4 separate regions of the Mus musculus genome follow, and all the other regions are linked to region 3. The links are chromatin contacts, called in public HiChIP or PLAC-seq maps. All regions are on one chromosome and are shown on one strand. The core of a region is the stretch at or near the end of the contact, and the rest is flanking DNA. Distances in the headings are between cores, read along the strand shown.

Region 1 (7,904 bases), core at 2,785-5,284, 350 kb before region 3:
CTCAGATATGGCTTCCTGAGATTTTAGTGCCCATGGAGGTTGAACGTGCTCACTAATTGAAGGACCAGGGGACTTCGTTGTTATTCTTTAACAAAAGATGCATTTATAAATATACAATATAAATCATCTGTGTGGCTGCAATGTCCCCAGTTCCTAATCTAATTGGCTGAAACTACCAGCCCTCCCTTCATTTCCATATTAGCTAACAAGCAGCTTTGGTAGAAATTAGCTTTCCAGATGACTGTGAGTTTGACTTCGGGAACATTAATACCTTAGAGGAAGCGACTTTAATTAATTAAAAAGGAAAATACAAAACAAATCCCATTGTCTATTTTTGTAGTACTGGGGGTTGAACCCAGGGTCTTTTGCATGGTAGGCGAGCATCCTATCACTGATCTATATCCCCAGCATGGAAAGTGAGCTTTAAATGTTCATACATCAATGTGGGGTAGAAGGACAGGTCTATTTGGCCTCTATGGGGCTGGGGTGGAGGTGTTGGGGGGAAGATTGTGGGTAGGGGGCTGGGGGCAGGGAGATGGGGGCTGGGGAACTGGAGGGTGGGGAGATGGTGCTGGGGGCAGGGAGATGGCGGGGCAGTCTTTTATTTGTGAATCAAAGGAAAAGCACATGAAATTGAAACCTTGAGGAATTCCCAAGGTGCGCATTCTTCTTCTAGCAGAGTCTCCACCCTGCTTCTCTTGGGGATTCTCTGTCCATCCCCTAGAAGGGTCCCCAAGGCAGAGGATTATTCAGCTGTAAGGAGTTACTGAGGCTAAAGCGGGAAACAGGAACGGCATCTCCTGTTTTAACCTTGGCATCTCCTATGAGCTACAGTCTTGGGGAATGAATGAATTAAAGAGTGAGTGACTGTATGAAGCCCTGCTGAGGCTGTGGCCCTGCACTGGGTGCTCGCAGGAGGGAGAGACAAGGGGCACCTGGTAGAGTTAGCCTAGGATGGGAGAAAGGAACTTAGAATTCACATCCCCAGTGGCAGAAAAGGGCTGGCCTGGGTCCTGCTTTCAGTTGGAACCTTCTTGCCTTGTCTTGGCGAGATGCATCAACCCTGGGAAAGGCGCTGGGGTGGCTAAGTAGGGATTCTTGGGTGGCTGTTGTGCTCCTAGGTAAGGGGAGCAGGGAGACCAGAGGGAAGAGGAGCACATCTATAAAGTGTTGGGTTCCGAGCCAAGTATGGAGAGCTGGAGTGGGGGAGGGGAGGAGTGTGGGGTGAATGTGGGGTTCAGAGCTGGAGTGGGGGAGGGGAGGAGTGTGGGGTTCAGAGCTGGAGTGGGGGAGGGGAAGAGTGTGGGGTGAGTGTGGGGTTTGAGGAGGCTGTTCCTGATACTCTTGTGCTTCAGTCACCTTGCTTCAGAGGACAGCAGCCTTTCCATCGACTAAAGTGAGTTTCTGTCCTTGTAACCAATATGCTGAAGATAATTAACTTTCATTTCCTCTTTATGAATCAGTAAGACTAACATTGGTTTTTAAAAAAATATATTTCAGGGCTGATGAGATGGTTCAGTAGATAAAAATTCACCAAGCTGGATGACCTGAGTTCCATTCCTGGGATGCACATGATGGAAGCCTGAGTGTGCTGAGGCATAGGGTGTCTGTACACGCTACTACACACACACACACACACACATACACACACACACACACACACACACCCCATATATACACCCCCCCCACACACCACACATACACAACACACACACACACACCCCACACACACATACCCCACACATACACAACACACACACACACACCCCACACACATACACCACCACCCCGACCCCACACATACACTCCCCCCACATATACCACACACACACACACACACACACACACACACACACACACACACACACACAGAGCAATCTGTACATGGAGATCAAGGATTCCATTGCTCTCCTTTCTGAGACCAGGGCCACTGTCACTTAGCTTCACTATCTGCGGTGACAAAGCTGTTTGAGGAGTGGTGGCTGAATAAGATCATGCTGCTCAGTGCTCTGGTACATCTGCAGAGAGACAGCCAAATCTTCAGGACATCTCAGCCCCATAGACGTGAAGGGAAAGAAAGCTGAGAGACTGCAGGTTAGACTCTCCTTCCATCACGTGAGGTTCCTGAGTTCTGGTCTTACCAATTTACATTTGACAGCTTTACTGAGGCAGGTCTTGAGGATTTGACTTTTTATGTTATTAATAAGGTTTCTCTCCTAACTCCCAGGGCAGGAGACTGAACCCAGACCCTTTTGCATACTGGACAAGAAACACTCGACCGTTGAATGGCAGCCCTGATGTCTTTAACGGGGCTTCATAGAAAACAGCATCTTAAAATCTGGCAAGTCTAGTTTGTCAACTATTTTTCTTTTATGATTAGTGCTTTTTGTTTCCTAACAAATCACCATTTACCAAAAATCTAAGATTTTTCTCCTAAGCCAGTCATGGTAGCACTTGCCTTTAATCCCAGCACTTGAGAGCCAGAGGCAGGAGGATCTTTGTGAGTTCAAGGCCATCCTAGACTACATAGTGAATTCCAGGACAGCCAGGACTGTGTAGAGAGAACCTGTCTCAAAAATTCCTCCCTGGAAATTTGCAAATCTAGCTTTGCTCTGCTTTTTCAAAGTTTCCTTGGCATTTTCACATCTTTTATATGCTTTTAAACAAAATCTCAATCATTTGGTTTTACCAATGAAGACCCTGGAGTCCAGATGCTAGGGTAAAAGCCTGCTAGCTCAGAGAGGCAGAGAAAGCACCCAGCTGACCTTCCTCAGCCTACATCCCAACAGGAATGCCCCTCTCTCACGCTGTCTCAAAAAATATTCTTCAAACTGAATGTCCCTCCCCTCTACTTCCTGTGCGTCTCTCTATCTGTCCTCCTGACTCCCTCTTACTCTCTATGTTTTCTTTTCCTATGTTCATTTCCTGTCAGCTGGTTGCTTGCTCTGACCCTTGACCTATGGTTGATTTTATTTAATCCTGTTTACAATATTTAATCAGAAAGCTGTTGGATTATAGGTGTGTGCTAAGGCCCAGCCACACCACAACTAGAAAGAGGCATTTCCAGTAAATACCACAATCTCTGGGTTCAGTGTGATTGAATTTCTGCAAATATGCAAATTCTAGAGTCACCTTTCCAATTTTTGTCAGACAAGCAAAACAAACCCAAAGTAGGCTCTTTTAAGAAATGTGTAGGTGGGCTGGAGAGATGGCCCAGCAGTCAAGAGCACTGGCTACTCTTCTGAAGATAGCTACAGTGTACTTACATATAATAAATAAATAAATCTTTTTTTTATATATATAAAGAAAGAAACGTGTGAGTGAGCTGGTTGTTGTTGGTGCATGCTTTTAGTCCCAGCACTCGGGAGGCAGAGGCAGGCGCATCTCTGTGAGTTGGAGGGCACTGTGGTCTACAGATGGGGCTCCCTGACATCCAGGGCTACACAAAGAAATCCTGTCTCAGGAAAAAGAAAAAAGAAAAAAAAAAAAGAAGAAAAAGAAAAAGAAATGTGTGAGTGCGTCATCACAGGCTGCAGGTCAGTCTGGGATAAGGTCCAGTATGTTAAAAGCTGGCATCTTTACAACGTTGAGTCTATGTGTCGCAGTCATGCTGCCTTGTTTACTTGGACCTCTGTAAGCTTTTCTCAGCTCTGTTGCAGCTTTCGTTATGTAGGTTTCACATGTGTTTTCTTGCAATTATTTCTCAGCACCTCATATTTCCAAAGCTATTGTGGAAAGTCTTACTGGTGTCATGGGTGCAGGAGAGCTGGCCCTGAGGCCTGAGCACAGAGGGGAGGTTCTGCCCTTGTGGCTGCTACTGCAGGCAGGAGAGTTGACCCAGCCTGGGCAAAGCGGAGAGCTGGCCAGATGGTGTGAGAGCTAGCAGGATGAATAGCTAAGATGCTACCTAGCTCCAATCCAGGGCTTTGAGCTGACCCATACCAGCATCTACCCCATCTTTGAGCTGCTGGAGCACAGGAAGGGGCAAGTCTTGCAGAACCAAAGTTGCAGGAACTCCAACATGTGAACACGGTAACAACAGGAGGAGTCCCGGTGACAGTCTTGATGTAGCAGAAGCCAGAGGCCTCAAACCAGCCCAGTGACTCACTGCAATGGACATTTGCAGTAAAGCAGTTTGCTCAAAAGGGTGTGACGCTGTGTGACTCATGTGACACGCTGTGACCTGCCGCAGCTTCCAAGGTGAAATGTTTTTGCTTTTAGTTTTTGTTCTCTTTTGGTGGGGAGGTTACAGAGGCAGATACAGAGAGCGGGAGATGAGTGGGATTGGGGTACATGATGTGAAACTCACAAAAAATCAATAAAAAGTTTTAAAAAATTCCAAACTCCGGTTATTTGTTGGTATTTATAGAATTATGATTGATGCCAGGCACAGTGGTCCATGGTTATAATGCCAGTACTCAGCGAGGCTGAGGAAGCAGGACACCCATTTTGAGGGCAGAGTGTGTAACATAGCAGGATTGTCGCAAAGAAAACAAATACAAGTGTGTCTGTGTGTTGTATTCGTATGTGTGCACACATGTGGGGTTGAGGGTGTGCATGCTGCGTGTTCATGTCTGGAGGCCAGAGTTTGATACCGAGAATCTGCTCCTGTCACTCGGTCTTTGAGACAGTCTGTCACTGAACAAGAGCTTTCCTCTGTGGTTCGTTAGCAAACCTCAGGGGAGCTGCCTGCCTCCCTGCTTCTCCAAGGCTGTGGTTACAGGGGCTTGCCATTGTGCCCAGGTTAACACAGGAGCAGGGACCTGAGCTTGGACAGTGTTCACCTCACCCATCGGGCTGGCTGGCGGCTGTCTCCTGAGGCCCAGTGGTTTGTTACATGTTTCAATACATTGCTAGGCTCACTCATTTGTTAGCTCTGGGAATTTTTTTTTTCTGGATAGATTTTAAACAACAGCAGCAACAGCAACAGCCAAACCAGGTCTCAGTAGGGAACCCAAGCTGACCTCTGGCTCAAGATTCTTTTGCTTCAGCTTCCTGAGATTGTAGACTGATTTCTATTTATAACTCCTTAGAATTTTACGTGAACATGTTTTCTGTGGATGAAGATAATTTGTGTGTGTGTACATGCATCTGTGTGTATATATGTGCGTGTAGCTTTACATATGTGTGCATGTGTATATGCAGCTCTGTGTATGTATGTGTGAGTGTGTGCATGTGTGTCCACACATGTGCCCCAGTGGTCTGTCTTCCTTTCTTTCTTTCTTTCTTTCTTTCTTTCTTTCTTTCTTTCTTTCTTTCTTTCTTTCTTTCTCTCTCTCTCTCTCTCTCTCTCTCTCTGTCTCTGTCTCTGTCTCTCTGTTTCTCTCTTCTTCCCTCCCTCCCTCCCTCCCTCCCTCCCTCCCTCCCTCCCTCCCCCTCCCTCCATGCCTCCCTCCATGCCTCCCTCCCTCCCTCCCTCCCTCCCTCCCTCCCTCCCTTCCTTTTCTTTCTTGGGGCAGAATTCCAGGATTAAACATTCAACAGAAGAGATGAAAATGGCTATTATCTTTTTCTTGATTTTTGAGAGCAACCGTTTAATTTCTTATCATTGAGCTTGATGTTAGCCACGGGCTTTTCATAGATGTTGTTTGTCAGGTTGCCGATTAAGTATCTCCATGCATTTGTGAGCAGAATCGTACCAAATGATTTTTTTCTGTATCTCTCTCTCTCTCTTGTTTGGTTTTTCGAGACAGGGTTTCTTTGTATAGCCCTGGCTGTCCTGGAACTCACTTTGTAGACCAGGCTGACCTTGAACTCAGAAATCTGCCTGTCTCTGCCTCCCGAGTGCTGGGATCAAAGGTGTGCGCCACCATGTCCAGCTTGTATCTCTTGAGACAATCACACAGGGTTTCTCTTTAATTCTCTTAACATGGTGAGCTACAGTTTTATTTTTGAATGTTAAACCAATATTGCATTTCTGGGATGAACTCCATGAATAAGTAAATATTATTGTTGAGTTAAGTTTAACAGTATTTACTAAAAACTTTTACTTTTATATTCATGATGGATATTGGTATGTAGTTTTATTTTGTACCCTTTTCTTTCATATATTATATTTATATTATATGTACATATATGCAAATATATAACTTATAATATAAAGATATATTATATACTATACTATATTATTAGATAATATATTGTAATTATTATCTCTCTGTGTGTGTGTGTGTGTGTGTGTAAGGTTGACCTTAGAAAGCGAGAGGGAGTTTCTTTCTTTTTTCTCTCTTTTTCCCTTAGATCACGCAGAAGTGACTTTTTTCTTCCTTAAGTGTTTGGAGGGAATCGCTAACTGAACTTGAAGTTTTAATATGGGAAGACTTTAGATTATAAACTATATTTCAGCAATTGATACAGATTTCTTGTGGTTTTTACTCTTTCTTGTCTTCCTCTTTTTTTTTTTTTAACTTACTGTGTGTGAGAGCTTTGCCTGTGTATGTGTGCACTGCATGCATGTGTGCCTAGAGGCCAGAAGAGGGCGTCAGATCCCCGGGAGCTGGAGTTACAGCTGGATTCTGAGATGCCAGCGTGGGTGCTGGAGTCAAATCCCTGCCCTCCGGAAGAGCAGCTGGTGCTCTTATCTGCTGAGCCATCTCTCCAGCCCTTCTTGTGCCATTTTGATATTATTTGTCTCTCTGGGTGCTGTGAGGCAGGTGTTGGAGGAACTCTTGGGCTCTCTTGCTGGGGGTGGGGTGATTGACATTTGAGTGCTAGGCGCACTGCAATCTGGCCATGCCTTACCTTCTTGGTAGAGTTCACAGGGTCTAAGTGACTCTTCTGACTCTAGAACTGCACAAAACCCTTTCCATCATCCTCCACAAACCAGATGGTCCCAGGTTCTCAACTGCTGCAGTTCCTCCTTGACATTCCTATTAAACATGATTCTCACAGTTGGGTTAGTCCACACACAGCTTTTTTTTTTTTTTTTTCCTATTTTCTGCTCTTTGGGTTCATAGAAAAGTTGCTGAATTAATTTTTCTGTCTGAATGATCTTCAAAATAAGGTCTCTTGCTGGGTGTGGTGCATATCCTTTAATGCCAGCACTTCAGGAGGCAGAGGCAGAGGCAGAGGCAGAGGCAGAGGCAGAGGCAGAGGCAGAGGCAGAGGCAGAGGCAGAGGCAGAGGCAGAGGCAGAGGCAGAGGCAGAGGCAGAGGCAGAGGCAGAGACAGACACAGGTGGATCTCTGTGAAATCTAGGCTAGCCTGGTCTATGAAGTGAATCCAGGTCAGCCAGGACTGCAGAGTGAGACCCTGTCCACATCAAATAAAATAAAATAAGGTTTTGGAACAGGAAGATGACTCAGGGAGTAAAGGCACTTACTGCCAAGACTGATGGTTCCCTAAACCTTGGTCCCCTAAACCTACATAGCAGAAGGAGAGAATTGATTCCTTTGTGAGTTGTATTCTGACCTCAGCACACACACCAGAATTTACACACACACACACACACACACACACACACACACACACACACACACACACACGCACACGCACACACACACACACACACACGCTCACAATACAGCATGTGAGGATAGATACTTTGACAACTTAGTCTATTGGCACTGAAGGCAGATTGAGACAGCCTAGGAGGATCTTTCTCAACCTGTGGGTCGTGACCCCTTTTGGGGTCGCGTATCAGATATTCTGCATATCAGATGTTTACATTACAGTTCATAACAGTAGCTAAGTTATAGTTATGAAGTAGAAATAAAATAATTTTATGTTTGGGGGTCACCACAACATGAAGAACTGTATTAAAGGGTCTCGGTATTGTGAAGGTTGAAATCCACTCTAAGCAGTATTACGTGGCAGCTAGGTGCTGCATATGTGACAACCACAACCTGGAAGGATCTTCTGGATGTGATGCTGGATACTGTGCACATCAACTAAAGTCAAAGTCT
Region 2 (6,962 bases), core at 560-3,059, 270 kb before region 3:
AAGTTCTATGACATGAAATCCATCTGTCTACCTGATCCTGAATCGAAGTGGAAATGGTTTTCGCAGACTCCAGGATGTGTTTGATTATTGTGCATCTGACTCTGGTGGAAGGGGAAATGTGGTTCCCAGGGAACAGAGAGGAGCTCAGACACAGAGACACTCCCAGCTCTTCCATGCCTCGCTGGGCTAGGTTGGGTTCTGAAAGGCAAAGCCAGCGCACCATGGCCCAGTTCGATGCCCCCTGTGCAGCATCTTCTCACAGTTCTAGTTCATGAAGTAGGAAAACGGTTCGTCCAATCACGGGGAGCCTCGGTGCTAGGGGCCACGCCAACCAAAGCTGGGATTGGGAGGCAGGGGAGAGGGTCACTTCCAGGATGTGGAGACCAGAAAAGGAAGTGTGGTCAGACCTATTGCAGATTGTGTAGTGAGGAATTTTGTCTTGTCTTCTCATGGCCACTCTTTTTCGTTATCATCTCTGCTTAGTCATCTTTCATAAAAAATAGTCTGTATGTCTCAATTCAAACTCTTGGTTGGCCCAGGGTGTTTTATGGATGGCTCCAGGAAGATCCAGTCACCCTCGCTCCCTCAGTCACAGTCACGGGACAGATGGGACACTGGGCTGTCGGGCTGCCAGCTATGGGTGGAGCTTCTGTGGTCCCATAGAGTATGTTTCACTTTGAAAAGTGGATTTCAGCCCCCCTTTTAGAGATAGCTCAGTATGCATGAGACCCATCAAGGGAGAGAGGAAAAGGAAGAGAGAGAGGTGGAAGATCACATATGATCCAGAGGTTGTGTGTGTGTGTGTGTGTGTGTGTATGCATGCACGCATGTGCAAAAGGCATTCTGGGTTGTGTTCTGAGGTCCTGGAGTCACATCTTCACTGGTTCGACTGCAGCTGATCTGGAGACCAGACACTTTTCCCCAGCCTCGTCTTCTTGGATGCCAAAGGTAGATTCTGTTGGCCTTCCAGAGAGGAGCTGGGTATGAAATGTAATTTAGACAAAAGTGAATTTTAAGCTGTAAATCATGACCTGTACTGTCCTCTGTGAGAACACAGTGATAGAATCCAGCATCTGACCAGGCCACAGCATCTTCAGTAACCTCCTTTCATACATGACCAATGCCATACATTGCATACATGACACTATCCGTGAGCCCCTAGTTAACAATTTTCTGGTACCAGGATATGTTACCTGGGGAGTGAGTTTGCATCAAAGCCATACATTCAGTTCCTCATCCGCCTTTCCCTTCCTGGGAGTCTGAGAGGCAGGCTCTTGGCTCTTAATATGAAACCAACCCCATCCTCAGAAAGCTGTAAGAAATGAAACCCGCTTCTGCCAAGTGAGCCCTGAACCCTTGCTTCAGAGACAGAGACCCCAACACGCTGTCAGCCTCTGATGCCCATAGCATTCAGAACCTCTTTAATAAACGCTATACTCCCCAGCAGTCTGCCCCAGTTTCCTCTTAAACCCTGCTCCCCTGGTCTGAATCCTAATATCCCTCTTTCTTACCCCTTCTCTGGGAGGATTTGGTCTAGATTAAAGCCTTCTCAAACTTCTTATTCATATGGGGTATTACTATTATTTTAATTGACAGATCTCTCTATGTAACATGCTGCATAGCCCAGGCTGGGCCCTAACTCCTGGTCTCCTGCTTTACCCAAGGGCTGGGGCTATAGCATGTACCACCACACTAATTTCTCTCTTGCTTTTGTGCTTTGAAACACTAACGAACTTCCAAGTGCTGTCTTTGTGTGCCGTCATTGTTTATTATACCCAAAGTCAAACTCAGGCTTGTGCCAGGAAGATGACTCAGTCAGCAAAAAGCTCTTGTGTGGAAGTATGATGACCTGAGTTCGGTCTCGGGATTCCATTGTGGAAGAAGAGAACCAACTCCCAAAAATTGTTCCCTGACCTCTGAATAGGTTCTGTGGCATAATGTATATACAGTCCTCCCTCCCCCATAATGTATATACACACATCACCACAACCATCAGCAATAATTATAATAATAAATAAAATTTAAAATAATTATATTTAGTAATTCATTGTCTTAGTCAGGGTTTCCATTGCTGTGAACAGACACCCTGACCAAGGCAACTCTTATAAAGGACAACATTTAAGGGGCTGTCTTACAGGTTCAGAGGTTCAGTTCATTACCACCAAGGCAGGATCATGGCAGCATCCAGGTAGTCATGGTGCTGGAAATGCTGAGAGTTCTACATCTTGTTCTGAAGTCAAACAGGATAAGACTGGATCTCACGTGCTTAGGAGGAGGGTCTCAAAGGCCACCCCTACAGTGACACATTTCCTCCAACCAGGCCACACCTACTCCAACAAGGCGACACTTCCTAATAATGCCACTCCCTGGGCCAAGCATATTCAAACTAACACACTCATTAAAAAAAATGACAAACCCAATAAATGTCAGCACATTTGCATCTAATACTTTTAAGTGCATTTGTATTTAATACATTAAAAAATAACTTGTGCTGGGCAGTGGTGGCACACACCTTTAATCCCAGCACTTGGGAGGCAGAGACAGGCGGATTTCTGAGTTCGAGGCCAGCCTGGTCTACAGAGTGAGTTCCAGGGCAGCCAGGGCTACACAGAGAAACCCTGTTTCGAAAAACCAAAAACTAACCATTTAAACAAACAAAAACCAAAAACTTGTACTTCCTAAAAACAAAACTATCAAGGGAGAGAAGAGTAGCAGTGTTTTAAGCTTTCGCAGTTCTCTTTAATGTCTGAATCATTGTATCCCGTCTACTGTGACGTGTTGTTTCAGTTGAAGAGTATAAAGGAAATTTATACCCGCATAGGCAGCTAGGAAGAAGAGATATATCTTACTGTCTTTTCATAAAATTATAGGTGTTATTTGAAATCACATGTGTATAGGAAGTAGTTACTAAAAATTAATTACATGGGGTTGGAGAGATGGCTCAGAGGTTAAGACTGCTCTTCCAGAGGTCCTGAGTTCAATTCCCTGCAACCACATGGTGGCTCGCAATCATCTCTAATGAGGTCTGGTGCCCTCTTCTGGTGCGCAGGCATACATGCAGACATACTGTGTGCTTTGGTATGCTGATAAGTATCAGAGTTAGCCATTTGTCCCAGGTGTCTTTTGGACTTGATGACCACGTTGGTTAGTTTCACCATTCAGAAGAGTATTAAAGTACTGAAAAGCAGTTCAGTACTTATGGTTGTGGTTGGAAAGTTTTCCAAAATTTAAAAATTTTTCTTGAAACTTCAATGCTATCGTTAGCAACAAATGCTGTTCGTGGGTTTCTCTGATGTGACAGGCTCATTTTGCTCATTTGAAAATAAACTGCCACATATTCGAGTCTGAATAACCACATTTTGTCTACCAGTGATTCTCTTAAGGTAAAAATGGTGTTCCATTAAGAAGGGAAACAAGGGGGTGGGGACCCCCTTGCAGCTCGGATCCCTCCTCCTTCCAGAGCTTTTCATCAAGGTAAGCGCCACAGCAGCCCCTCAGGAGGCTTGGCAGTGGGCACAGGAGCTGCCACAACGCAGACTCAAGGTTGAGGGGATAAACAGTCTTTACTGCTGCATCCAGAACCTCCCTAAGTGCATCTTCATTGTGTGGTGATGTACCCAGCGCAGCCCAGGCCTGAGGCACAGGAAGGGCTTGGTGTCACTCCCCTTGGCCATCACACAAATGTCAGCTCAGCCCAAGAGATAAATACTATTTTCAGGTTATTATGAGAAATTGTTTTACCTTAAAAACCTTCTGAGAGCCTTGGGTTCTTAGGGCTCCATGACCCACTCTTTAAAAGCTACTGTTCAGGGGCGTCTGAGTCTAAAGCATTGTTGCTGTTATTATTTCTAGCTGGAGGAAGTCTGATGTGCCTAGTTTTATGGAACTTTCCCTCCCTTGTTTGAACTGGGTGACGGACTCTGCACAATGTTAATCCCGCAGATGGAAGGAGAGAGCCCATCGGCCCAAGTCATCATAGCCAAAGTAGTTAAAGCAAGCCTTTTAAAAATTTGTGTACACGCAAACTTTATATGCCCCAGTACAGGGGAACGCCAGGGCCATAAAAGGGGAGTGGGTGGGTAGGGGAGAGGGGGTGGGTGGCTATGGGGGACTTTTGGTATAGCATTGTAAATGTAAATGAGCGAAATACCTAATAAAAAATGGAAAAAAAAATTTGTGTACATAGGCTGTCTCTCCCTAAAGGCAGGGTTCAAGAGCTCAGCCTAGGACATGGGGAGGATAAGGGCTTTTATATATATAGTTTAGTGTTAATCCCACCTGGAAAGCATATGACCACTACCACAGTTGTGAGTAGTATCTGAAGCAAGCTTTAATAAAATACTGGTCAGGATAATAGACTCTGCCCAGGCCCATTCTGGGGCTCCCAGAAAATAGCCACAAGCTACACTGGCCAGGTGCTTATAAAGCAAACCCATAGGCTATGTAACTTCTTACCTTTGCCCAGTTGGTGGTAAGCACACATTCTGATGTATTTCCTACCTACATATCTCTCACCTACATGCGATCAAGCACATTTGGTGGAGTTGGGTCAACCAAACTTGTTTAGGAAAGTGGAAACATAGGTTTATTAGCTTCTATAGACAACAGCCCCTTAAATCTCAGAAAATACCTGTCTTTGGGCAAAGGGCTTACAGGTTAGAGGCATTTGTGTTCTAGGGATCTCGTACGCACAGAAATTAAAACTTAAAACATAACTTTGATTCTCACATCAGGAGAAGGGAGTTTCCAAATAGGAAGGAGGGTTGGCAGACAAATAGGTGGGGTTACAGAAGCAGAACTCGAGCAGAACAAGTTGGTGAAAGCAACTTCCTGAAACAATGACATGGTTACAAGGTAGCTATAAGAAGGTGGTCATAATAACCTTTGAAACAAAGGAGTGGTTACAAGTTCCTGGAACAGGCAGTACAGAATCATTTGTTGTTAAGGTTACCTGTGGTCATAGCCCAATCCTTGAGAAACAGATTTAATCATAAACAGGAGTGGATCTAGTTTCTCTTATGTATATATGGTTTCAAGTCTAAGATAGAGGAAGGTTGGGTTATCAACAGAAAGTAGGTGAGGGCTGTGGTCCCTCTTGGTGGCTGTCATGGACACACAGCTCTTCATCTAGGCACTCCAGATCTCCCCCCAGGCAGGTGGCTTTGCTGACAACGCTGGCATTCTAGAGCTCCAGTGACTCAGGTCTTTAGCTCTCTGGATCCTGAAACTATTCTTCCCAGTTTTGTTTCCCATCATCTGGATCCTTATCAGCTCCTGAAAGAGTCTTCCAAATGCTTCTCCCCTGCAGTGCTTTGAGTCTGCTTGATAGACTAGAAACAGAAGTCTATGCTCACAGACTCCACTACAGATGTGTTTAATCTTCTAAAATTTGACTTTGTTGCTTGCCCTACTTCATATTGGGCTTATTTGGCATACAATTCCAAGTTACAGTCCACTATTGCTGGAAAGTCAAGGTGGAAACTTAAAGCATCATATCTATAGCCAAGAGAGACAAAGAATAAACATGTATATCCTAGTTTGCTTAATGCTTATGTTCAAATAGGTTCCTTTACTCTTACACAGTTCAGTGCACAGCCTAGGGAATTGTACCACCCATAGTGGGCTGGGCCAAGTAAAAGTGAAGACAATGACCCACAGAAGGCCCCATGGGCCAACCTGATCTAGATAATCAATCCCTCAATTAAGATGTTCTTCCTAGGTGACTCTAAACTGTGTTAACTTGACATTTAAAACTAACTAGCACATTGCCAGATATTTAAAAATCCACATGTTTATGAACCTACACTTGGTTTATTGAGACTCAGTCCTACCATAAACCAAGACAGTAACACCTATCTTCTCTTAAAGCATTAGAGAATCTGGCCTTTTTACTTTTAAACTGAGTGACCAGCTGAGGGTAACAAGGAGACTCACTTCCTCTAGTCAAGACCCCACCACTTCCTACCTTTTCCTTACTCTTCTCTGACCTCATTTAGATTAGAATTTTCCATTTCCACTTCTTAAAGAGAAAAGACATTTTAAGATTTATTTTATCTTACTCAATAAACTATGACTAAGTGAAAGACAGTCCTCAATTAGTGATAGTTTTGATTTTTTTTACCTTGTGATGTTGTGAACACCATGTGCATTCAATAGAAGGCATGCTTGAAAGTTTGGACTTCCATCTTTTCCAGGGGCAGCAGGCAGTAAGCAGTAAACTACAGGTCTCAGTCAGCCCTGTCAACAAGGTTGGGATCTGGATAGCAGATAATCTAACTAGAGATTCCAATCAGTGCATGTGATTGATGGTTATAAATGGGGGCCAAGGTAATACACTAAACTTTCTTAGCATATTCTGAGGGGCTAGAGAGGTGGCTTGGCAGTTAAGACCATGTACTGCTCTTAGGACCAGAATTCAGTTCTCAGCACTCACTTTGGGTGGTAGCTCTTAGTTACCTGTAACTCTAGCTCTAGGGCATCTGACACTCTCTTCTGATCACATGGTTTTCAGGCATGAACTTTGCAAGTGACAAGGTTGTATGGGAATATCCAAAGGTTCTACATGTCTGCTAGCAGACTGTTTGCAAAGCTGTGGTGTTCAATAACTTAGCAGTATTTTCACCTTTGGACTCTTCTAACCTATGATGGGTTTATTGGAACTCAAGTCTACTGTAAACCTTGAAACATCTGTCCTTTTTAAAATCCTGCTGTTTTGTCTAGATAATTTGAAAGGCATGCTACGTGTATAGACTGAGCTTCCCGGTTAGTATGTGTAGAGAGCCAGAGCAGTGTCTTCTTGTTAGCTCTGGAGCTGCTGCTGTGGAACCTGTTTAAGAACCACAGATGCTGCGTATGCATAGCTGAAAAGAAGAAACACAGAGTCCTTGAATGCTTTTGTAGAGATGAGTGTGCCAGGCAGCTGGTTCTGCTGAGGAGCCCAGTGTGCTGAATGAAAAATAAGA
Region 3 (7,900 bases), core at 5,170-7,669:
TACCAGTACAGCAGCAGTCTGTTCAACCAGCGCCGGCCGGCCTGCTGCGCAGCTCAGGGTAAAGGGCACCGCATACTGCGGCGTGATGGTGGCTACTTGAGGGTGGAGAGTTGCTACCATTAGTGGTGTACAGCTTCCCTGAAATGTAGATCAGGCAGGTGAGTGAATGAACACCGAGGCAGGTTATCTGGGTTCAGACGGGTTTGCATCCCCCCAAGTTATAACTGACAATGAGCTAATTTCCTACCACCTAAACGCACATGCCAAACACAACCTTTCCTTTTCAGCCGTGAGTGGCTTTAGCCCACTACGCCAAAAGTCAATGATATCAGGTAAAAAGAGATATAGGAATCTTAGGTATAAGCTATAGGTCTAGGTCTTGAACCAGATTCAGAACATCCTATAGAACACAGGCATTTCACTTATGAAGAAATCTTCCTTCTACTCACAAAATAAGTTTTTGGATTTCAGAATTTCTGGTTTGTTGTGGAGCACAAACATTTACACATGGAATTCAAAGTGTAATGTTGTATACTATACACATCCTTCATGATTTTGTCTATGACCTCAGTTTCTCGATCATCTGGAAAACTCTGTACTCTCATGACATTTCTCAATGTACAGAGCGCCATCTCTACAAGTCTAAAGAGACAATGGGAGAGTTGTAAAGGACAGGAATAAATATTCTGCTTTCTTAGAGATATTTCATTTTAAGACGTCTGAATCATGAGCAAGAAAGATCTTATAGTCAAAGCAAATACCACTTTTTTTTTTTTTTTCAGGACAAAATATTTGTTTCTCAATAGTGCTGCTCCGGCTTTTACCTGTGTGAGTACTCCTGACTGGATCTGCAGCGGCTGAGCAGCAGGCGCCTGGGGTACAATTGGCACAGCATTATCCATCCTCACAGGGAATCCAGAATGCTTTGTTGTTGCTTGTAGTCCAGCTGGTGAAGAAAACATGACAGTGAAACGTCTCTGCTGGGTCTGAACAGATGCTGGGTCATTACTGTGTGTTTTCTTCACTGCTCAGGTTTAATTCTAGACAGTTAAGACAAAGCCTTTCCACTCACAAAAGATACCACAGTTAAGAAAAGGAGGCTATTCCCTTCAAGTTAAATTAGTGGAAGGCATTTAATGCAGGGAAGGCTGGCTTAAGGGAATATAAACTCTTACTGTTAAAATACTTATTTCATCCCCATTATCAGTACAAGCAAAAGCCAGACAACCTCCACTCTTAAGTCACATTTACCTTGCAGTTCACTAGGGGAATGGGTGAGGAAGAGCGAGCTTTCACAGTGAAATCTATCAAGAACAGAGAACTGAGCATCACTCGAATACCAGCGCTGTCTTACTTATCTCACCTGATTGTGCTTCTAGCATAAACAACACTTCCTGTAAATGGCATTGTCTTGCTCTGGGGGAAAGGGCCCCACACAGTTCATCTGGTCAAGTCTATAGAGCCCAGGAAGATTTCTATGTTCCTACCCTCCTGCCAGCCCTCTCACCAGACTTCACATTTCTGTCCAGCCTCCCTCCTGTCTGCTAATGCCTGCAATTCTGCTAAGTGAAGACACGGCATGTTAATTAGAAGACTCCTAAGCTATGGGCAATCCTACTCCCGTTCTGTCTCTTCCCTCACTCTAGCAGAGCCCCAACTGGTACGACTCTGCGATCTTCCTGTTTTGGTCTTCCAAATGCTGAGACTACAGGTGTGTGCCACTCTTCCTGGCCTACTCTGAGCATTCCTATAGAGTGCCACATGAGCGTAATACTGCTATTTCCAGTCAGTCCTTCAATTTTCTGTTAGTACTTTATGATTAAAAAAAAAAATGTATTCTAGACAAGTTCAAAAACGGAATAGTAAAATCTGATTTAAAACTTTTGGAGATAATTAAAATTTAAAGATATTAAATTTGAAGATACTAAAATGTAAAAGTTGTCAGCCATGCAGCCTGTGGCACTATTATCCAATAGGAAAGCTAACCCATTCAAAACTCTTGTCTACAGTCTTTGGACAATGACTGACTCTGGGACGGTATTGTATATTAGCTTCCCAAAACTTATAGGCACTTATGAAGCAGACACTGGGAGGAGGAATGCTCACTGTAGTAGCTTATCTATGGCTCCCAGAGTGGTAAAATAAACGGGGACAGGATTACAGACTAGCTACAACCGAGCACATGGATACCACACTGCTCAGCTGGAGAAGTGTGGAAAGGAATTTGCAGAAATGACCTATGAATGCCAGACTGCTGCATTTGCTCAGCAGTGTGGCTAAGTTACAACTAGCTGCTTCTTTCTACCACAAATAAAAACAAGACTACCAAAGGGCATTCATTTGTCCTGGAATCCTGACCTAAGAGAACAGGAGTTATTTTTGTTTTATTTTTCTGAATTTAGTACTTTAAATATAGAGAACTACAGAAATGTGAAAAGAAGGTAAACACTGCCTGATACTCTTAAGTGAAGCCATTTTGTAAAAGAATATAGAAGAGCGAATACTCTGAAGTCACGGACTGTTGGACAAAATCAGCTCATGGCTGAGGTTGGTGGGTAACCAGCAACTTTATACAACTAATCCTAAAAGGCAGTATGGAGTATTTCAATACATACGTGACGATAACCCCATTGCCTAGGTTCTAATGGTTCAACCATAAATTACTATATTACTTTTGGCCTTTTGGCATAAGCAGGTTTTGTCATTTATAAAATGGGTTGACATGACCCACCTCCTAGAGCCATACATAAGGATAAACTGATACCTGTAAAGGACTGTCTGGCACATATGATAATGGACTTCAGGTATCATCATTACCACTTTATTATAAACCCCTTCTCATCCAAACACTTTAAATCTGTTCTATAGGCGCTCAGGTTATCTAGACTTCTTAAACTGGAAGATCCACGCCCCCCCCCTCAACTCCCAAGCTTACATTTATCAAATTATACCAAAGTGAGTTCTCCCACATTTCCCGTACTGTCTCAGTTTACATTTTGTTCTGTAAAGAACTCAAAAGTTCTTTTATTATTTTATCTCAGTATCATCTGAGAATCGGCAGAGAATCTCGGACTCTTACATTTGAAAATTGTTCCCACAGAACTTACTTTAGAAAGGGTGAGAAGAGGGATAGCTAATTTGCTACAGTCTATAGATGATCAGTTTGTGACAACCCAAAATATAGAATCTACTCCTATGAGGTATATATAGAAAATAATTTGGTAAATTAGGCTAAATTTGCATTTACGGATTGTGAATCTGCTCCTGCGCTCCCCCTGTGGTCTCTCCCTGGCTTACACCGCTACCGCTCTCCTGGCCTCCCGGGGAGCTCTCAGTTTCCCCCAGACCCTCATTTCCTTCCGCTTGCTCCGACTCTGTCAGAAACCAAACAAACAAAAGTCACAATCAATAAGTAACTTAAGTAAAAAGATAAAAAGGCTACCTGCTTCTATATAAAATGCTCTGAGAAGCCTGGATCCTGGTTTATTCCCACATTGACACCAAGCTTCTCTTTCTCTTTTTTCAAAATTAAGGGTTTCAAGTTTGTCTACAGAGCAGTGGGTTTCATCATAGCACCCTCAGTCATGCCATGACACTTGGTCTCATTCATTCCCTTTCCTAGTGTCCTGCTCCTCCGGACTCCCGGCAGGCAGTTCTCTTCCCTCTCCCAGTTAGTCCCTGTGATGGATTGTATATGCTCAGCCCAGGGAGTGGCACTATTTGAAGGTGTGACCCTGTAGGTGTAGGTGTGTCACTGTGGGTGTGGGCTATCAGACCCACTTCCTAGCTGCCTGGAATTCAGTCTTCTCTTAGAGGACAGCAGATAAGATATATAACTCTCAGCTCTGCCTGTGTCATGCCTGCCTGGACACTGCCATGTTTACACCTTGATGATATTCCACAATTAAATGTTGATCTTACAAGGACTGCCTTGGTCATGGTGTCTGCTCACAGCAGTAAGGACTAAGAGTCCCTCCTCTGCTTTCCAATTACAAGTTCTCCATTAGCCCATTTCCACCTTCCTTAAGATCTCTTCCCCCGCTGGGCAGTGGTGGTGCATGCCTTTAATCCCAGCACTTGGGAGGCAGAGGCAGAGGCAGGCAGATTTCTAAGTTTAAGGTCTAGAGTGAATTCCAGGACAGTCAGGGCTACACAGAGAAACCTTGCCTCAAAAAACAAACAAACAAATCTCTTCTTCCCCTACCACAATCCCCCTTCTGATTTTATCTCACACACACACACACATACTCACTCACTCACTCACTCATGCACTGTCACAGAATGCATATTTAAATCCAGGGTCTAAATATAAGAGAAAACTACATATTACGTATAAGGAAAATTACATATAAGAGAAAACATGGTATTTGTTATCTGTGTCTGGCTTATTTCTTGTTTTTACTTTTACTTGGTTTTGGAGGCAGTGTCTTACTCTAACACCTGACTAGCTCCACAGTCCTCATGCTGGGATTACAGGTCTGAGCCACTACAACCACCCTGTCACTGACTTCCTAAGGGAAAGCTAAGTGTGTTGTCAGAAAAGAGTCAAAATAATTTAACCTTCCAAATAGCTTACCAAAAGACATTTCCAACACACATTTCCCAAGTTCTAGGGGAAAAGAAAGAACTGAACAGACTGGATTACGAAACAATATGAAAAATAAGGAAACATGGAAATATGAAAATTAATCTTATTGGAAGATGGAGTTTGAAAACTAAGAATCACAGGCTTCAGCAGATGGCTCCGTGCCTTCCCTACAAGGGCTTCCTTTTGTAGAATTTTTCAGTTCAAAAAACAATAATCTGTATGTATGACTGACATTTTTAGTTTCTATATTCTTAACTATATCCTATAATAAAGTCACACTAAAGTCAACACATAACAATTCTGATTATAACAATTTAAAGATGTATATATTCTATAAACTGACATGTATATGCTTATACAAATATTTTCCTTCAATGGAAACAAACACATTATACAGCAACTCGGTCAAGAAAATCAATGAAAAGGGAAAAAAATCTATATGGCAGCTCCCAATTTCAGTCATCTACATCAGAGTTTAAACTTGTCAAAGATCAGAACTGAACAACTAGATCTTCTAGAGCAGGTAAGTCCAATGTCTAATTCCACAGAGGGAAGAGTTTCTGTACTTACTCTGAAAAGCAGGTGGGCATACTATAAATGTTTGCTGGAATGGATCTGTCTGAGTGCAGATCTGGGTGGTTCCAGGTTGTAAGGAAACACCCTGCTGGGCAACTCCAGGAACTGGCGCTGCCGACGATGGGTACAAAGCCGATTGGTAGTTTAGCAGCGAGACATCTGAATTAGCCAGAGAAAGGGTAGCTGCTGCTGCAGTAGAGCTGGAAGCTAGAACACTGGCCTGAAACAGCAAGATCACACAGAGACGGTATTAGAAGATGGACGTACACAATATGCACATCTTCTTCATTGTTTTGTTTTTCCATACAGGGTTTGTCTGTGCACCCAAGGCTGATCTAGAACTCACTTTGTAGACAACGCTGGCCTTGAACTCACAGAGATCCCCCTGTCTTTTCCTTTCCAAGTGCTGGGACTAAAGGCATGTGCCATTACTCACACACCCTGCCCTCCTAGCTCTCAAATTTTTTTTTTAAAGAAAAACTTTTGAGGCTGACTCTCATGTAGTCCAGGCTGGCACCAAACTCCTTATCTATCCAAGAGTGACATTTGAACTTTTGATCCTCCCGTCTCATCATCTGGATATGGGACTTAAGGTGTACCACCATACTTGCTTTTGCAATGCAGAGGATATAATGTTGGGCCATGCATGCTAGCAAGCACTGTCATCTGAGCTATATCCCTAGTCTTAAAAAATAAAAACTAAAAACAAAAGGTTTGTTTACTTTGTTTTGTTTTTTAAAACAAGGTCTTCCTATGTAGTTCTAGAAGGCCTAGAATTCATTATGTTAGACAGGCTGGCTGAGACCTCAGAGACATGTCTACTTCTCTCTGCCTGAATAAGGTGTACAGCACTACATCCAGCTTTATAGCCTTTTATCTTTTTAAAGCATTTATTTGTTTATTGCACCATGTGCAAATGATGTCAAAGGACGACTTGAGGGAGGGTCAGAGCTCGCTTCTTACCATATGGGTTCTGGGAGTAACAGTCAGGGTGTGAGGCGTGGCAGCAAGCACCCTTCCTCATGATGGGGCCATCTTGTCAGCCCAGAACAAAACTTTAAAATGTAATACTAGTTATCTTTGAAATAACTCTCTAAGTTTTCCAGGGCTAGGGATACACAGCTCAGGAATACGGTAATACAGTGTTTGCCTAGATTCCATCTCCAGAACCAGAAATAAGCAAGCAGAGAGTGGTACTATGAAGGGAAGGTGAGTCAGCACATGAGGAGTGACACATGGTTACGCTGGTGCTGTCTGGGAAGTGATGACACAAAGCTCAGCTATGTCAGCAGCATGCTTCATAGGAGAGTCCACTGAAACTCATAAGCACTTACAGGTTTTTAAAAAGTACACCAAACTAAAAAACTGAGCTTACATTTTTAGAGAGACTTTTCTTATTAGCAAGCAAATATAATGCCACCTTTTTTAAAAGGTTTATTTATTTTATGTATATGAGTACATATAAAATCCTATTGCAAAAGAGTAAATTACTTGATCAAGCTTAGTAATCTAGCAGCAACAAGTAATTCAATATTCAGAGCCCATGTACACTAAGTCTTATAAGGACATGTATTTAAATACTGTCCGAATATGGCTGGCAGGTACATCTATTTGGTCGTTTATTATGTTTGCCAATTCTTTTCTTCATAACAGAGAAGACTGAGCCCGAAACTGGCCTGCATTATTATCACACATGCATGATACCTGTGAGTGTGGGCATGCGTGTTCTACAGTCTGAGGACAACTTTTGGAAATTAAGTTTTCTACCATGACTTTTCATGATCAAACTGAGGCCCCCAGGCTTGCACGGCAAGGACTTTTACCTGATGAGCCATCTTGCCCAGGCCCTCACACAGAAAATGCTAAAGAAGCAACAGAAATAGCAGCATAGGACTGGTCTCTCTTACTGCCTCTGCCCCACCTAGGCTCGAGTTCCCACAGTCCCTCACTGTACCTGATTGTGCACTGTGTTGAGCTGGTTGCTGAAGCTCATGGTTAGATTTGTGCTTGTATTTGGAGCGACATGTGTAGTGAAGGGACTCTTGATCTGACTCACTGTGTCATACATGTGAACCCTCCGCTTGCAGATCTCCATGTTCTGGAAACAGGACTTAACGCTGAAAAAGATTAGAAATACACTAAATGAATGCTGGAGTTAAAACAAAAAATTCAAAACAGACATGGAACAAAGTATTTGTTTCCAAATATTTTCAGAAAGAAGAACCAAGGGTTGTTCTAACAAGAAGAAAAATCGACACCTCTCTCTAAGCCCACAGCTTTTAGAAAGAAAAGCACCAGTGAGTCAATTTACCAGCAACAAAATGACTGCTGACCTGGCAGCGCCCTGGAAATAAGATGGCAACTCCACCGAGGCACAGCGGCACAGCCCGACCCCCATACTCACTGGCTGCTGTGTGGACACAGCGGCACACCCGACCCCATACTCACTGGCTGCTGTGTGGACACAGCGGCACAACCCGACCCCATACTCACTGGCTGCTGTGTGGACACAGTGGCACACCCGACTACCCCATACTCACTGGCTGCTGTGTGGACACAGCGGCACAGCCGACCCCATACTCACTGGCTGCTGTGTGGACACAGCGGCACAACCCGACCCCATACTCACTGGCTGCTGTGTGGACACAGTGGCACACCCGACTACCCCATACTCACTGGCTGCTGTGTGGACACAGCGGCACAGCCGACCCCATACTCACTGGCTGCTGTGTGGAC
Region 4 (6,947 bases), core at 3,518-6,017, 350 kb after region 3:
CTAAATAAAAATTCAAAATAGATTATACACAGAAGGAAATACTTGCTTTCCTTTCCTCACTGGGAAAGGGGTAGATTTTATAGTCAGTAATGTTTGAATTACTTGGTTTTAGTGCATAAGGCATTAGCTTTCAAATTTTACTTTTTGGAATAAAATCTAGTTAAGAACAGGTAAACAGGAGCTGTAGCAATGACGAGCATTGGCTGTCCTCCCCTGGATCCAAGTTTGAGCCCCAGCACACACATGACATGCCTAGTTCACAGCCATTTATAATGCTACTCCCAAGAGATCTGATGCCCTCTTCTGGCCTCAGAGGTCACTGCATGCATGTGATGCTCAGACACACATGCAGGAAAAAATTCATGCATATAAAATAATAGAAAATTAAACATTTTCAACAGAACAGGTAAGTACATATTTTTAAATTGTAGTCCTCACTTTGTTAGAAGTCACAATATGGAGGCTTCAATTTTTTTGTACTTAGAACTGAACACATACAAGCTTCAGGAGAATTTTCTTCACATTCAATTTTGTTTCATTCATGTCCCCAACATAATCTTCACAATTTCATACAAAAATACATATTTTTATATTTGTAAGCATGTTCATGTACCTCAATGCAGGAGAATATGAGTACATGTGTGTTGCTTGTGCGTGTGTGTGCATGCATGAGTGTTTGTGTGTTTGTACATGTGCACACAAAAAGTGTGGAAGTCAGAGGACGGCTTGTGGGAGTTTGTTCTCTAGTTCTACTAGGTGGGTTATGAAAAGCATGCTCAGACATGGCAGCCAGTACTTCTACCATTGCTCAAATCTTTTTAAAAAAACACTTCACTAAATTATTTCTAGATATTTAATTAAGTTTCATTTCTCTATGCCAACATGCACTTACATGGGATGGTTCTCAAATAGAGATTATCTCTGATGACTTGCTGTAGTTTGTGGTCAATTGATCCTTTCTGAAACTGAAGACTCAGGTAGTGTCGCAAATCTTTATTTATAACTTTGCCTACAAAAAAGAGAGAGGAAAAAACCCAAAATATATGAGATATTCATTAAAATATATAAAATAGTAATCAAATATTTTTAAATCCTTTGGTTAATAACAGGACATGGAAATCAGTACAAGAAGGTAAATAATACCGAATTACTATAAGTACTATAATTAAAATAAATGACTGTAATATAATTTGGGTATATTTTATGACACAGGAGAACATATAGAACAGAGAATATAATGAACATTCAAAGTAATTTCATTCAGTCTCATGGCTTTAAATAACATCATATCCTAAAAGCTTCAAATTCAGATCATATGTTCATCACTGCTATCTTTATTTAACTCCTACTTCACTCATACATTGCAGATGGCATGTCTGGAGATATCAGATAAGCACTTCAAATATCAGACAGACAAAACAAAACTCTTCCACCATCTACTCCAGTTTTCTCTCTCTTAGAACATAGCAGCACCACAGCTGGAAGAACAATCCCAAATCTAAAAGCCATCCTTGATTTCTCTCCACCTCTGTTTTCTAAGCCTATCAACAATTTTTGTCAGCTTTCAAATCATATACCATTGTCATCTATGGCATTCTAATCTAATCTACCACCATCATTTCTCATCTGGAAACACCCTTCTAATCAGCTTCCCTTTACTCATTGTGTCTCCTTTCTTCCTAGCCCTCACATAGTCACCAGAGTGAGATGTAAAACAGATGAGGTCATTTAGTATGTGTAAAAATGCCCCCATCCCCATGACTTTCTATTGCACTTGAAATAAAATCCAAAACAATGCTCAGGATGCAGCAGACCTTACATGTTCCAGCTTTGGCAAGCTCTAATTCTACTTAATTTATTCTTCACAAAAACAAAAACAAAAACAAAAAAACAAACCCACAACTGGTCCCTGGCAGAACAGTAGTCTACTTGTTGATTCCTAATACAGTGTGAATAAGTAAGACAGTCAAATGTTTTCTGTTATTTCTTTGGAAGTAGGAAATAGGAACAGTAAACAGAAGGTTGCAGAAATCTCAAAGCTATAATTTGCAACAAAGACTTAAGTTTAAATGAAAAAGCAGCGTAAACACTGTTTATTAGACAAGACTGTAGATAATTAGAAAAGATCAAGGCTCAGACAAACATTATCCCACTGCATGTCTAGTGGACTACATTGAGTTTTATTTGGAACAACATATTCACATTAAGGTTTCATAACAAAAGCTTACTATTGATCAGTTTATCCTTTTATCTACTATCCCATAAAACTGCATCTCTAATTTTTTTTGTTCTTTTCTACTACATATAAATACACAGAACCTACACAGCAACATAACCAGGAAATCAACTTCTTTTTAAACTTCAGAGATAACATTTAGCTTATTGTAATAAACACAAACCAGAACAATTCCCTTGTCTTAACAAAAATAGACATGGAGGAAGGGGGGAGGAACCACTGTGATGACAACAAACAAGTCTGAAGATATTTACAGTGATAGACATAGAACCACCCCTATCCTACAGTCCAGGCACATAGGGTCCCACTAACTCACCCCAATTCAAAATCATATTGTCTTTTTATTTATACTCCATCATGTGCTCATTGCTGAGCAGCTGAAAAAACTAATATATAATCAATACTGATCAATACTCATTGAACACAAATCAACTTCATAATGAGTGCATGAAGTATTTTTACAATTTGGTAAGGGAGTCTCATGTTCTTTGTAAATATTAGACTCTAGCTTTGGAGGATTGTAACTACATGGCTGAAACTTTCAGATATTTGGATAGGCTTAAAAAAAGATTTATTTATTTTATATATGTGAGTACACTATCACTGATTTCAGACACACCAGAAGAGCGTGTTGGATCCCATCACAGATGGTTGTGAGCCATCATGTGGTTGCTAGGAATTGAACTCAGGACTTCTGGAAGAGCAATCAGTGCTCTTAATTGCTGAGCCATCTCTCCAGCTCTTGGATAGATAGGTTCTTTGAATAAACAAAAATGTGTCCTCTTCTTTTCATTTAAAACAGTAACATGAGTGCCAAAATACAAAACTTGACTCACCAACATATCTTCTGGGAAAGATTTAGTTTTGGTAAAAGGAAATATAGATATAACTAAAAAAGATAATTTGTTGAGTCAATACTTTAGCTTTTCTTAAACTCAAAACTTCTAAGATATGGCATAATTTAGAGATAACTATAAAATGCTTAAAATCTAGGTTAGATTTTAAGTTATATAAGTAATGTCTTTTAGGTTAGAGATAATTAAAAGATAAAGCCACAATAAAGTTCAAAATCATGAATTATCTTGCATGATGGATTTCTTAAGGGAAAATGAAGTTAACCCAATCTTATTCTAAGGGCCTTTGATGTTTTTAAAAACCAGTTAGCACAGAAAAGGCTAAACTTAAAGAGTAATGCCCATAATTATCAGAACTGGAATCACACTAGGTTTTACCATCAACTCCTACTGGTATGGGCAGTCACAAAGAAAAGGATGAGAGACAACTGCAATCCAAAATGCATTTTAAACAAAATGTGCAACTAGACACTGAATGTAGCATTCGTGTTTAGCATCACTAAAACTGAAAATCATATCTGCAAACATTTTTAGAAACTCTAAGTTTTGTTCTTATTTTATTTGTATGAGTGTTTTGTCTGCATGTATGTATTTATGTGCATCACATGTGTCCTGGAGTTGGAAGAGGCAAAAAGAGGGTCTCAGATCTCCTGGAACTAGAGTTATGGATGGTTGTGAGCCACCATGTAGGTGTTGGGAACCAAACCAGGGTACTCTGCAAAGGCAGTAAGTGCTTTTAACTGATGAGACAAATCTCCAGTCCCTCCATCATTGCTTCTTGACAATCAAGACAATATACTGTAAGCACCAGTCAATTAGACATAATGAAAATTTAATAAAACTGAGTTGACATTATTTAAGATTAACAACTGATAATAAAATATTCTAAATAAACCATTCACCATGGACGTCCCTGTCTCCAGAAACTAATAGAACTTTCTAAAGAATAAAGCGATTGTTTCTTCTATGTAATTTCAAAGAATTTAAAAAAATCTTAAATAGGTAGTTTACTAATGATTATCAGAAGGCCAACAAATATATTAATTCCCAAGGACACTGTTGTCCTACAGAGATGGCTCAGCAGTTAAGAGCACTTGTTGCTCTTGCAAATCACCCACATGGTGGCACACAGCTGCCTGCAATTCCAGTTCCTGACCCTAAGCCCTCTTATGACTTCTATAGGTACTGTATGATCCTGGTGTATAATATATAATGCAGGCACATCTATATATGATCTCTGTCTCTGTCTCTCTCTCTCCTCCCCTCTCCTCCTTCTCCTCCCCCTCTCCCTTCCCCTCCTACCCACCTCCCCCCAGGTTAATTCACAGAACCTTGACATCTCAAGGGCATGAAAAAAAAATCTCCCTGAGGCTAATGTAAACGTTATTAAACAAATACAAACAAAAGATTCTTTATAATGTGAACATTCTTACCTAGCCAGCCTATGCTTTAAAATTTTTTGCTCTTTGAATTCTATTCTTTGGTTTTTATATGAACAGTGAAACTGGTTTATAAAGTTTAAAAATATATACATCAGACAAATAGTTTGGCTAGATGAATGTCTGTAATTGGTATTTTAATTGTATAAAAATATCCAGGCGGTCAAGTTTGAATATACAACTCCTTAGTCAGGAATTCACAGCTACAAACCCATAGTTACTGAATATACGCAAACTCTGAATCACCACCAGTTCTCATTGAGAAATCAGTGAATAAAGCAACTGGCTATTATTTGGATTAACCCTGAGTCCTGTTGGCGTGGGTTCAGCATGCAAACAACTGTAAATCAATCTACCCACACTTCATCATCTTTTTGACAAGGACAGTAAGGAGAATTTGTCAACTGCTTGCTAAAGTCAAGATACAACATGTCTTTACTATTCTCTAATCTAGAAGCAATTATAAAACAGGGGGTAGGGGGAGAGTAAAAATGAGGTCAGTTTGGCATGTCTTGTTTCTTAGAAATCCATATTGGCTCTGGGTGATAAGCTATTCTTTTCTAAATACTTGGAATTTGTTTTTAAATAATCTCTTCAACTTTTGTGAGTTTAGATTATAGTAGGGCAATAGACTTGTGTGTTCACAGTCTACGGAGCACTTCTCTCCAGTCTCCCAGTTCTTCTTACATTCTCCTCCATGAAGTGTGTGTTGGGAGCAGGGGGATTAAAATAATTCTGAGGTCACGTCTGAGACTCTTCAACTCCAGAAGCCAATCCATTTAAGTCTTTTTAATAGTTCAAACTGAGCCCCAATCCGCTATGAAGTAAAGGCCTATTTTGAACTCCCAATCCTTTTGCTTCTGAGTGCTAAGATTACAGGTATGTACCACCATGCCTGGTTTATTCAGTGCTGTGGAAGGAATGGAACCCAGACAAGCACTCTACCAATTACACTACTTCCCCATTCCTCCTTAAAGTTTTGAAAATATAAATTTATTTAAAGTAAATTATGCTCTTTTTAAACAGATTTATGTATGTTCACCTTTATATATGGACCTGTGTGAGTCTACATGCACCACATGGGTGCCAGGCGCCCTGACCTTAGATTAAATTCCCTCAAACTCGTTACCTCTAAACTGTGAGCTACCTCTAAACTAAATCTTATTCTTATCCAATCCCACCACATAGCAGATGTTTAGCATAATGTCCAGCTTTCCTGTTTTATATTATTTTTAGCTTATACTGTTGAAAAAGTAACTTGTTCCTTCAAAGTTTTCTTAAATTATTACTTTGTTTAGTTTTTTTTTTTAAATTTTTTATTTGATACACAATCTCTCTACACAGACTTCGCTGTCCTGAAACTCGCTATGTACATGAGGCCGGCCTTGAACTCCTTGAACTCACAGAGATTCACCTGCTTCTGCCTCCCAAGTGCTAGGATCAAAAGCACGTGCCATTATGCCTCTGGCTTCCTTCAAGATTATAACAGAAGTAAAATAAGAATGATACAAGGTGGCTCAGTGGAAAAGAACTTGCCAGTAGGATCCAGGCTCTGAGTTTAATAATCCCCGACTTCAAAAGTTGTTGGGTTTTTCTGCAAGGGAGGGGGGGAGATGGCCTATCTACTCACTCATGTTGTTCTTGAAACATCTCTGTTCCTTTTGAGATTTGGTCTTGAGGAAAATGCTTATACTGTTATGCTCACAGCTACATGTATATTATATATTGGAAACAGAATCTTATTAAATAATCCAGACTCTCTAAACTCCTGACTTTCCCAGATTGGCCTCCCTAATACTAAGATTACAGGCGTGCATCATCAAAAGCAGACCGACCATGCATTTCTTCCTCCTCCTCTTCTTCCTCTCCCTCCTCCTCCTCCTCTTCTTCTCCTTTTTTTCTTTTTCTTTTTCTTTTTTTTTTTTTGGTTTTTCGAGACAGGGTTTCTCTGTGTAGCCCTGGCTGTCCTGGAACTCATTCTGTAGACCAGGCTGGCCTTGAACTCAGAAATCCGCCTGCCTCTGCCTCCTGAGTACTGGGATTAAAGGTGTGTGCCACCACTGCCATGCATTTCTTCTGAAAGTGTATTAAGACTGTGATAATTATTAGTTCTTTTCCACCAATTGATCACATGCATTGTATACATCTATAAAAACTTTTTACAAATTTTCTTTTAGAAATGTTTAACCTTGAAATTGTATGTACAGATGCTAGAAACATTTAAAATATAGCCTTGCTTCCCTTACAAACACACACCACAAGGCTGGCCTCTTACATGTGTCCTAGGGATCAAACGCAGGAATTTATGGTTGATTACCAACTGGCCTATCTCCTCAGCCTCAGCTCGCTCTTCTGTAATAAATCTGTAGTCAGAACAGCCAAGAGTAAAGCTAGAGAAGTTTTAGTACTTTGATTTAA

The links. HiChIP or PLAC-seq counts read pairs in DNA pulled down with a chosen protein or histone mark.
Region 1: a contact with region 3 is called in a FOXA1 HiChIP or PLAC-seq map of pancreatic cancer cells. The contact joins two enhancer-like sites. A contact is called at or near these places in 6 of 39 promoter capture datasets (the HPC-7 cell line, cranial neural crest, frontonasal cranial neural crest and 3 more), 2 of 15 datasets of contacts at CTCF or cohesin (both in the NIH/3T3 cell line), 1 of 484 Hi-C or Micro-C datasets (bone marrow-derived macrophages), 7 of 115 datasets of contacts at active chromatin or transcription factors (T-cell acute lymphoblastic leukemia, astrocytes, effector CD8 T cells and 4 more) and 2 of 9 other capture datasets (adipose tissue and pancreatic islet).
Region 2: a CTCF HiChIP or PLAC-seq map of the NIH/3T3 cell line shows a contact between it and region 3, with 6 read pairs. The contact joins two enhancer-like sites. A contact is called at or near these places in 1 of 15 datasets of contacts at CTCF or cohesin (the NIH/3T3 cell line), 5 of 115 datasets of contacts at active chromatin or transcription factors (double positive thymocytes, embryonic stem cells and stem cell-derived neural progenitor cells) and 1 of 9 other capture datasets (embryonic stem cells).
Region 4: a FOXA1 HiChIP or PLAC-seq map of pancreatic cancer cells shows a contact between it and region 3. The contact joins two enhancer-like sites. A contact is called at or near these places in 4 of 39 promoter capture datasets (the C10 cell line, the HPC-7 cell line and embryonic stem cells), 1 of 484 Hi-C or Micro-C datasets (the HPC-7 cell line) and 1 of 115 datasets of contacts at active chromatin or transcription factors (pancreatic cancer cells).

The regions. Positions count from the first base shown.
Region 1 is chr3:103,402,472-103,410,375 of GRCm38.p6, forward strand. No RefSeq gene overlaps it. Among named protein-coding and RNA genes, the nearest start is that of Gm25869, 21 kb to the right of the region's middle. Within about 2 kb of position 4,035, at least 87 of the 459 cell types and tissues checked have an H3K27ac peak or open chromatin away from gene starts, as enhancers often do. A contact at or near this core is called in the NIH/3T3 cell line, embryonic fibroblasts and pancreatic cancer cells, where this site is marked.
Region 2 is chr3:103,489,377-103,496,338 of GRCm38.p6, forward strand. No RefSeq gene overlaps it. Among named protein-coding and RNA genes, the nearest start is that of Gm34049, 8.6 kb to the right of the region's middle. Within about 2 kb of position 1,810, at least 10 of the 459 cell types and tissues checked have an H3K27ac peak or open chromatin away from gene starts, as enhancers often do. A contact at or near this core is called in the NIH/3T3 cell line, where this site is marked.
Region 3 is chr3:103,753,377-103,761,276 of GRCm38.p6, forward strand. Hipk1 (homeodomain interacting protein kinase 1) reads right to left here. Exons shown (of 16, transcript NM_010432.2): 7 at 7,119-7,281; 8 at 5,159-5,384; 9 at 825-946; 10 at 4-138. Among named protein-coding and RNA genes, the nearest start is that of Gm15886, 15 kb to the right of the region's middle. Within about 2 kb of position 6,420, at least 54 of the 459 cell types and tissues checked have an H3K27ac peak or open chromatin away from gene starts, as enhancers often do. A contact at or near this core is called in the NIH/3T3 cell line, embryonic fibroblasts and pancreatic cancer cells, where this site is marked.
Region 4 is chr3:104,104,839-104,111,785 of GRCm38.p6, forward strand. It overlaps Magi3 (membrane associated guanylate kinase, WW and PDZ domain containing 3), which reads right to left. Exons shown (of 21, transcript NM_001159354.1): 2 at 893-1,009. Among named protein-coding and RNA genes, the nearest start is that of Magi3, 110 kb to the right of the region's middle. Within about 2 kb of position 4,768, at least 10 of the 459 cell types and tissues checked have an H3K27ac peak or open chromatin away from gene starts, as enhancers often do. A contact at or near this core is called in pancreatic cancer cells, where this site is marked.